Regions from separate parts of the Triticum aestivum genome. Here region 2 is linked to region 1. A link is a contact called in public Hi-C data. All regions are on one chromosome and are shown on one strand. The core of a region is the stretch at or near the end of the contact, and the rest is flanking DNA. Distances in the headings are between cores, read along the strand shown.

Region 1 (4,417 bases), core at 533-3,032:
TCTGACTTTCAGGTAACCACAACAGACGTGCGCTGCATTGCCTAGAACAAACTGGTGTGGGCTCAATCTCATTTGATTATGTTCAGTTTAAATGAAACTCCCAAGCAAGTAAGGAACTGATAGCCAGCAGCAATTATCACAAGTGAAACATTTCAACATACCTCAAGAGTCCACAAATTGGAGATCCACCGTCAAACTGAAATGATCATAGATCCCTTCTCCCACACTCCAGCTCGCCATAATGCAACTCCATTCTGGGCACTGCACTTCTTCCACCAACCATATTAAATCTGGGGCAGTTCCTGTGGGTTATCCATTGATGCCCTCAATATCATCCCAGCCCTCCGCTTCCGGTCATCCTTTTGTTCCTCCTTCAAAAACGACGGGTCCTCCCTCAGATCCATGGAATTTGAATTGAGGGCCACTGCCAGGGGCTTCTTGTTTACTCCAATCTTCAGGTGCACTGGTGCCCTCACCTTTGGAACAATGCTCTTTTGGTTCTGATTCTGGTCCCAACCTGTCCCAGAATCAAGCTCCATAGCATTTGCACCCTGAATTGCTGGTGCAAATGCATCAAGGACAGAAAGTTTCTTCCGCTCAGAAGGGATATCAACCTCTGACACCTCCTTGTCTCCATGCGGCAAAGCAGGCTCAAGAAAAGGATTTCTCTTGCTCCCAGCCGGTTGTATCTCCTTCCCTTTGGCTGCACTATCCTCAGAAACCGCTGGCCGAAACCCATCAGCGCCCGCAAGGGCCAATCGTTGCTGCAAACTGAGCAGCGACTTCTCGGCCTTCCTCCGCTGCCGCACCTGTTCGACCATGTCCACCCTGTCCTTGGCCGCCTGCTCACTCCACACCTCTGTCCTGACGTAGGTGTGTGGGTCCGGGAAGGCCGGTAGCCACTCAGGAACATGCCTCATCCCAGTCTCCCTCTCAGCCACAGCAAAGCTGGGCGTGGGCTGCGGAGCGCGGGGTATAGGGAACTTGGGCAATGGACGCGTGAATGGCACCTCGTCCTTGGAGTCGACGAACGCCATGAGGTCCTTGACGACGCCTGAGCCAACGAGGCAGCGGCCTGAGGTGCCGGCCCCGGCGAAGCCATCAAAGTCGGTGCCGATTTCCTCGAGGGACTGGATGATGTCGTACTCGTTGGCGAGCGCGCGGCCGGCGAGGTTGGCGTGGAAGGCCGCGGCCCTCCCGAGGTGCGTGAGGTAGCGGAGGAGGACGTCGACGAGCGCGTCCACGGCCGAGCGGTGCGTGCAGTCGAAGCCCGCGGCCTCGAGCGCCTGCGCCACCGCCGCCCGCGCCACCGCCCTCCCGAACTCGTCCCCGCTGCCGCTGCCGCTGCCGCTGGTGCCCGCGCGGTCACTCATACTGCTCCCTCTTGTCCTCCCGCCGCTCCCGACCGGTCATACCGTCGAGCACCTGGCGGGCGTGGCGGTCCCAGATCCGGAGCTAGGGTTAGATCTCTGCTCGGGCCACGCCGTCCGCGCCACCATCCAGGGCGAGCCGGGGCGAGCTAGACGCAGCCGCGCGCCGGAATTGCGCGCCCGACCGCCCGCCTCGAGCTCGCGCCCCCGGCGGGATTCGAATTCGGTCGGCGCGAGACGACGCGGTGGCTGGGGGCGGGGATTGGGCGGGAAATCGGGAGCGGGGTGGGTTTGGAAGCAGGAGACCGTTGGGGATTTAGGGTTTGGGGAGGGGAGCACGCGCGGGGGGTTTGGGTGGGGCTCTCTCTGATCCGAGCACGCGGGCGGGGAAGCGAGGGGAGGTGGAGACGAAGGCCTTGGGGAGAAGGGAAGAACGCGTCCGCTTGACTTTATAGAGGAGGGCGTGTGGAAATCCCGTGTGCGCGAGCCGGGTGCGCGGAGCTCGGCGGGGACACGTGGCGATGGACGGTTGGTTTCGCCTCGTGGATTCTTTCCAGCGTGGACGCCGTGTTCTCCACGACGGGGTTCTGTTGCTCGGGCCTCCGCAGAGGAAGGCGGCCCAACTGGCCCAGTTACAAGTGAAATATGCCAAAGGACAACACTAAAATAGTACAGACATTTGCCTCAAAAAAATAAAAATAGTACAGACATAAACTGGAAAATAAAAACTAGATTCCTCTGTTCTGTTATCCATGGTTGCAATGAATAAGACGGTATGAGAAAGAACAAAATTTTCATGGCTGAACAGCCAGTGATAAAGCATTGGCATGCTTCATGCCAACATGACTACAACCCATAACAGGATGAACTGAACAGAAGAACCGGACCGATCACCGGCATCTGTGCCGCTGGGAACATGTGGCAATGCAGCATCTGGCATGTCGATTTAGGTCTGTTTGCCCCGTCAGTGGTTACGCTTGTGGACCTCCACGCTGCCTGCCGATGCCAGGTTCGCGGCTCGGTTGCTGCCAAAGTTCTTGCGGTTTGATTCCCTTGCTATTCTTGAACCAAACTGCACAAAGCATCAGATGGATTGTAAGTGAGGACACATATTGTTGTCTACAACTCCCTACGGTCCATATTACTTGTCGCTCATCCGGATGTATCTAGAATTGAAATACGTCTAGATACATCCGTTTGAGCGACAAGTATTATGGATCGGAGGGAGTACAATCCAAATAGTGTAACTTATCAACACACAACACTACAACTATTCTACTGAAGGAAACAAATGGTTATAAATTATGTACCTGGATTGCTCGCTTTGGCAAAAAAGCAGCTTCTTGTAGACCCAGCAGCTTTGCAACCTGCAACAGTGTCACATTATTGAATCAGCAAAAGGGGATGGAGATCAGAACATAGTCTGTAACAACTTAAATATAGGTAGAGTTAAGAAAAACGGAATGCAAACCTCTCTCAGAATCTTCTTATCACCCTTCCCCACGGGCTCATCAAGTTTAGCGATATCCCATAGTGGGATTTCCAACAATGTTCTGATCACACTCTCATCAAGAAATGGAAAACGAGCCTGTCATGGGCACATGGGTACACATCAGCCACTAAAAGCCTATAGCCAAAGCTGAACTAAAAAAGCATGACGAAGATTACCTCCTTGCCATGGTCAGAAATGCACCTATCATCTCTTCCCATGTTTCTTTTCCAAATTCTTTGCACATCTAGTCTCATTTCCTCGTCCAGTGAAACCCATCTAAATAGGGGTACAAAAAATGAATTTAATTTGTTTTTGCAATATCTGCAAAAATATCTCAAACGACAGTCACATTATTTAGCAATGCAGTGCACTAAATCAATGCATACATACCCTCCAACTCTATATTTAGTACGATGTCTACCATAACCAGCACACTGCTCATCAGCTCCAGAACCGACTAAAAGGACTCTAGATGTTGACTTGTGTTTGTAGCGATCACCATCTTGCCCATTCACCCAACCATCCCCGCTAGCAGCTAACCATAGGGCTACACCAATGTTCAAATCCTGTGCAAAAGATCCAGCATTTTAACTCAAATAAATCTAACAGGAGCAAAAGAGCATAGTAAAGATTTACCAACAGTCCATCATATTTTCAAATTAAACAGATATGTGTGAATGAATAGAGCTGCAGTGCTAAATATTATCTTCTATTGTCCAGTACGTGGTGCACACACATGAAGACGATTGTGTCATATGACGGAACTATGGTGAACTGTGGTCTCAAGGATGCCAAAGGGTGTTCAGATTTCTACTCCCATCAGTCCACCACTGATCTTACTGCAGCCTCTTACACATAATCTCCCACAGAACCACTAGGAAGACACAACCACCATAACAAACGCACATAATAACCAGGTATTTTTATAAGTAAATAAAAACTTGGTTAGAAGGGATGGGGAATTCAGGGGGTCGGGAGTTGATGGGCATGCGGATGTAAGTGAGATGAGTACTGGAAGTTTAACGGTCCAAATGTGCATCGTTGCTCAAAGAATGTTTAATAAATCTTAGTGTTTCATCATAAATTGGGATGTCTTAAAACTACAAATCAAATTCCTCAAGAGTTTCTCGTCTATTGCAAAACAGGGTACCAGGACTAAAAGCAAACACCCATTTCAAATCCTACCTTAAACTTCCTCCTCTAAACTCCATCTCCCAATTACTCCCTCCGGTCCTTTTTACCTTGCGCATAACACAAAGCCCGGATACCAAGGAGAGGCAGCCATGCAAAAAACTGGACAATTTTACCCCCACAACAGTGTGATCTGTGTATACGGATACCCTGCTGAAAAATAACTGCAGACGCTTTGATTGGCTGTCCTCCTTTGACTCCTCATAGCGCAGGCCCCTGCATGCATGCTCTGCATGCCAATTGGTTACTGACAGGTGCTAATTAAGGGATGGGATGGAAAGGGCAGTGGCATGGATGGAAAGACTAGCTGCGGTGGCTTAGTACGCAGACTATTAAGGGAAAAATTGAAAAAATTTATACGCAG
Region 2 (4,417 bases), core at 952-3,451, 450 kb after region 1:
TTTTATTTTTAGGTCTACAAAATATAATACTAGTCCCTAATTCAACATTAGTAATTTATGCCACTGCCACATTTAGTTTTAGAATTTAATTAAAATACTTTGCAATTATTATTATTCAAAAAGCATTTCATTAATTGTTTTAGTCCCTCTTTTAGTTATTTTAAGGCATTTAAGTACTTTATAAATATGTTGGTTCACCACCATAAGTGTTTATGGAATATTGGCCACACAATTAACATTTTAGTTTTGACATTAAGAAAACTTTAAATTTTGACTTTTATTTGAATTTGAATTTGAATCGGTTTCGAACTAACGCGAGATTAGCAACAATAACCGAGGTGACGTGGCATCGTTAACGTGGGATTACTGTATCTTAATTATCCGGACGTCACAGTTGGACTCGATCGGGAAGAGATCAATCTGACAGTATTTATCCGGACGTCATAGTTAGGCTCGATCGGGAAGAGATCAATCTAACAGTAAGTGCCTGTAAACATGGTTTAGGGCCTATATGATGAATGTTACCTTGACTTTGTATATGTGTCATTTTCTTATACTAACTTTAGTATAAAATTGAGTCATCTATTTTGGAACGGAGAGAATACATTTGAATAGGACTAGATGTATCTTTGAGAAGAGCATTACCCGAGCACGTGCAAGCTTACTAATAAAGATACCCAAAAATTAAGACAGAAGTGCTTCCATCAGAAGTTCGACAACGCCCCTTAATACAAAAACCTGCAGTATTGCAACCGAATGGCGCATCGTATAAATATCAGCCCATCTTTACAGAAGTAGATTAACTCTACGCAAGATCATTGGTGCTAGAATCAAACGCGGCAATTGACACTCGGTCGATGCTGAAGCAAGCAGAGTTCGTCGAGATCAGCCGGAGGAGCCCTGGAGCCTGGACACGAAGCTGGACGCGGCGAACGCGGCGGAGCCCCCGGCGACGCAGACGAGGGCGGCGACGGCCTGGAGCGCCACCTCCCAGGGGTACTGCTCGGGGACGAGGAAGACGACGGCGGGGCCGGCGGCCAGCAGCAGGAGCGCGAGGCCCTGCAGCGAGCCGGGGGTGCCAGGGTCGGTGGCGGCCGACAGCACCCCGAGCTCCTCCGCCTTGGACAGCAGCCCGAGGCGCTCGACCGCCGACAGCGACAGCCCGGCGCGCTCCGCCGCGGACAGCAGGCCCGCCTTCTCCGCCTTGGTCAGCAGCCGTAGCTTCTCCACGTTCGTCAGCAGCTTCACGGGCGCCGACCCCTTCGTCGTCGCCGGCCGCGGCGGGCCCGCGGGCTTCCCCACCGGGAACACCGTGGTAGTGCCCTGCATGCGCCACACGCGCGCGTCGGTATATTGCAAGTTCTTACACGCACGCACGCATGGAGTCTGACATGAAATAGATTGATAGCGCAAGGGATTAACGGCAGGCGCTAGCTTACCGACGATCTTTTCGTGCCGCCGGAGCTGGGCTTCGGGCCCTTGGTTGCCATGGCGGTGACACTGGGAGTAAGGCGGCTCCTCCTGCCGGACGGCCTCGCCGTGGTCGCAGCGACGGTGTTCGGCGAAAGAAGCGACGCCATTGTTGATCCACCTCTGTCCTCGCCTCGTCGATGGGATCCCTGCTCTGCTAGGTAATGGTTCAGGACTTGGCGACGTGCAAACCTTTGTCCCCTTTCGCTTCGGTGGAGTGGTGTAGCTGGTGTGTGCGGTCTCGGCTGATCCATCCAAGCAGGAGACGTGGCATCTCTCCAGCGCTACGAAATCCAACGTTGGCGACGAATGACTATTAAATCACGGAAATAATGTTTAGTAAGCTGCTAGGCGAAATGATGTCATCAAATGACTCCGTGGCCCAATGGATAAGGCGCTGGTCTACGAAACCAGAGATTCTGGGTTCGATCCCCAGCGGAGTCGTATTCATTTTTTGCTCTTTTATTATGTACGGCCCAACCAATATATAGTAACAAAGCCCAAAAATTCCATCAATTGACTCCGTGGCCCAATGGATAAGGCGCTGGTCTACGAAACTTCATTTTTTGCTCTTTTATTATGTACGGCCCAACCAATATATAGTAACAAAGCCCAAAAATTCCATCAATTGACTCCGTGGCCCAATGGATAAGGCGCTGGTCTACGAAACCAGAGATTCTGGGTTCGATCCCCAGCGGAGTCGGATTTTTTTTTTGTTTTTCCTATATTCTCCTTTTTTTCCCCTTCCTCCTTTTTCTCTTTTTTTAATCTTTTTGCAGGGGAGTCGCAACACAAAATTCGAGTGCAAAGCCCAACAGACCGATATAGAGAAGAAGTGGGCTCCTTAACATAACACGTAACCGGCCGCCGCGCGAAGAAGAAAAAAACCCTAACCAGATAGAACTCGTCGGAGGGAGCGGGAGGAGATCCAAAGGGCGGACATGGCGGCGGCGAAGGCGGCGTTGGAGAAGATGAGGGCGTTCTGGGACTCGCAGTGCAACAACGAGGAGAACTGGGCGGTCAACTATGTCAGCCCCTCTCCCTCCTCTCCCTTCGATCTAGTTATTTATGCGTCGCCTACTTATTAATTACCCTGTTCTTGCTTCCCGCAAAAAGAAAAACCTGTTCTTGCGTCATTGCTGAGATATGGGATTACTAGTATGGTAGTCTGTTTTGCTAACTGATACGGGTGAGAGATTCGGTTTAGAATTTGGATGGTTAGGTTGTTCGCCGCCCTTTTGATGTGTAGTATATGACCCAGGAACTTGCTAGCACATCGTGAAGCCATGTGTGGTTCTGTTATGTTGTGCTTCAACAGCTTTGCTTGTGAATTGTGATGCTGCTGCTCAAGGCTTGGGGCACAATTAGGGCATGGAAAAAAGCCAATGAAGTTGATTTAGGCATTCTGACTCTGTACCGCTAAGACGCTTCGCTTGCTAATGCTATCGATTTAGACTTCTGTACTTGCCTATCTGCAAGATGAGACTATAATGTGGCGTTGGTTGTCGGTACTGTCTTGTGGCGTTTGTGACGTACTAGTAAATTCATATAACTTCTAACTTGCTACGTTCGCTTGCTAATGCCATCGGTTTAGCCTTCTGTACTTGGCTATCTGCAAGATGAGACTATAATGTGGCGTTAGTCGTCAGTACTGACTTGTGGCGTTTGTTACGTACTAGTAAATTCATATAACTTCTAACTTTCTAGGTTCTGCACAACTATGGCTGTGTCTAGATCCACCTCTATCTTCGGCTGTGTTCCCCTCTTTGTTCTGCACAACTACGGGTGCGGTCCTCTCATGGTTGTTCCACACTATGATCACAATTCATAGGTTCAATGTGGGATCTAGGATCACGAATCGAAGGACAGTTCTAGAATTGGTAGGATTGGTCAGTCAATCTAGGTTGACAACCTTAGTTCCTTTGCTGGCGAATTGCTTACTTTAGTTACTTACCCTCAGAAAAAAAGTTGGTTAATGGTTAGATTATGCCTGGCGTGATCTTGTGGATCTTCTAAATTTCTGCCTGAGAACCGACGTTTTTCTGTTGGTGAATCCCAAACTTTAAGTTATGCTTGACATTGAAGTTTTGCTGTTGGTTAATGGATATTCTGATGTATTTTGAGTTATGTCTGGTAGTTGATCCTTTATATTTTATTGTCCCATGTGTTATTTTTTGACTAAAAGAGGAACCTTCATGTTTATTGAGGTGCAAAAGGATTTGAATTTGTGCTCCCCCTTGTGTTCTGCTATGTGATCCTCTCAAGGTTCCACACTATGATCGCAATTCATAGGATATATGTAGGATCTAGGACAACAAATCATGGGATTTTAAAGAATTGGTAGTATTAGTCAGTCGAACCTTGTTTCCTTCGCTGATGAATCGCTTACTTTAGTTACTTATGAATCACTTACTTCAGTTACTTATCCTTACAATTTTGGTAAACCATGCCTGGCAATGATCCTGTGGATCTTTTAATTTTCTGCCTGAGATGTTTGAAATCTCTGCCTGAAAACCAATATTTTTTATTGTTGGATTCCTAACTTTTAAGTTATGCTTGACATTGAAACTTTGCAATGGTGGATCCTATCTCTGAATTTGTCGTCTGACAGCTGAACATTTGTATTTTTTTCTCCTATGTGTTCTTTCTGGCCATAAAGTGGAACCCCCAGTTGTGGTGAGGCGCAAAATGATTTGAAATTGTTCCTACATGTTATCTCTTGGTACTACTTGAGTACTGTAATTGGGCTGGGCTGTTATTGGGTTAAGGAATACTAGATTAACTGCTTGCAGTTTATAGTGATATTGTACCCTTGTTGTTTAGGACAATATCTCCTGTTGGTACAAAAACCTCTTACTACTGTTTTTTTATTTGTTCATTTACAGAAGGTGCTAAAGGCTGCTGGTATATTTGCTGGATCCGTCTTCCTGATGCACAACTTTGGCCA

The links. Hi-C and Micro-C count contacts between places; a contact is called where the count stands out from the background.
Region 2: a contact with region 1 is called in a Hi-C map of leaf, with 9 times the contacts expected there. The contact joins the promoter of LOC123102511 here to the promoter of LOC123102508 in region 1. A contact is called at or near these places in 2 of 5 Hi-C or Micro-C datasets (both in leaf).

Annotation. Positions count from the first base shown.
Region 1 is chr5A:107,357,546-107,361,962 of IWGSC CS RefSeq v2.1, forward strand. It overlaps LOC123102508 (transcription initiation factor TFIID subunit 8), which reads right to left and starts at 1,783. Exons shown (of 2, transcript XM_044523891.1): 1 at 162-1,783. The coding sequence starts at 1,373. The coding sequence ends at 285. LOC123102506 (asparagine synthetase domain-containing protein 1) reads right to left here. Exons shown (of 15, transcript XM_044523890.1): 11 at 3,253-3,428; 12 at 3,039-3,138; 13 at 2,842-2,958; 14 at 2,681-2,737; 15 at 2,083-2,442. The coding sequence ends at 2,335.
Region 2 is chr5A:107,803,721-107,808,137 of IWGSC CS RefSeq v2.1, forward strand. LOC123102511 (mitochondrial import receptor subunit TOM5 homolog) reads left to right here and starts at 2,202. Exons shown (of 2, transcript XM_044523895.1): 1 at 2,202-2,498; 2 at 4,356-4,417. The coding sequence starts at 2,412. It overlaps LOC123102510, which reads right to left and starts at 1,697. Exons shown (of 2, transcript XM_044523893.1): 1 at 1,440-1,697; 2 at 642-1,323. The coding sequence starts at 1,580. The coding sequence ends at 886. TRNAR-ACG (transfer RNA arginine (anticodon ACG)) reads left to right here and starts at 1,842; the gene lies at 1,842-1,914. TRNAR-ACG (transfer RNA arginine (anticodon ACG)) reads left to right here and starts at 2,101; the gene lies at 2,101-2,173.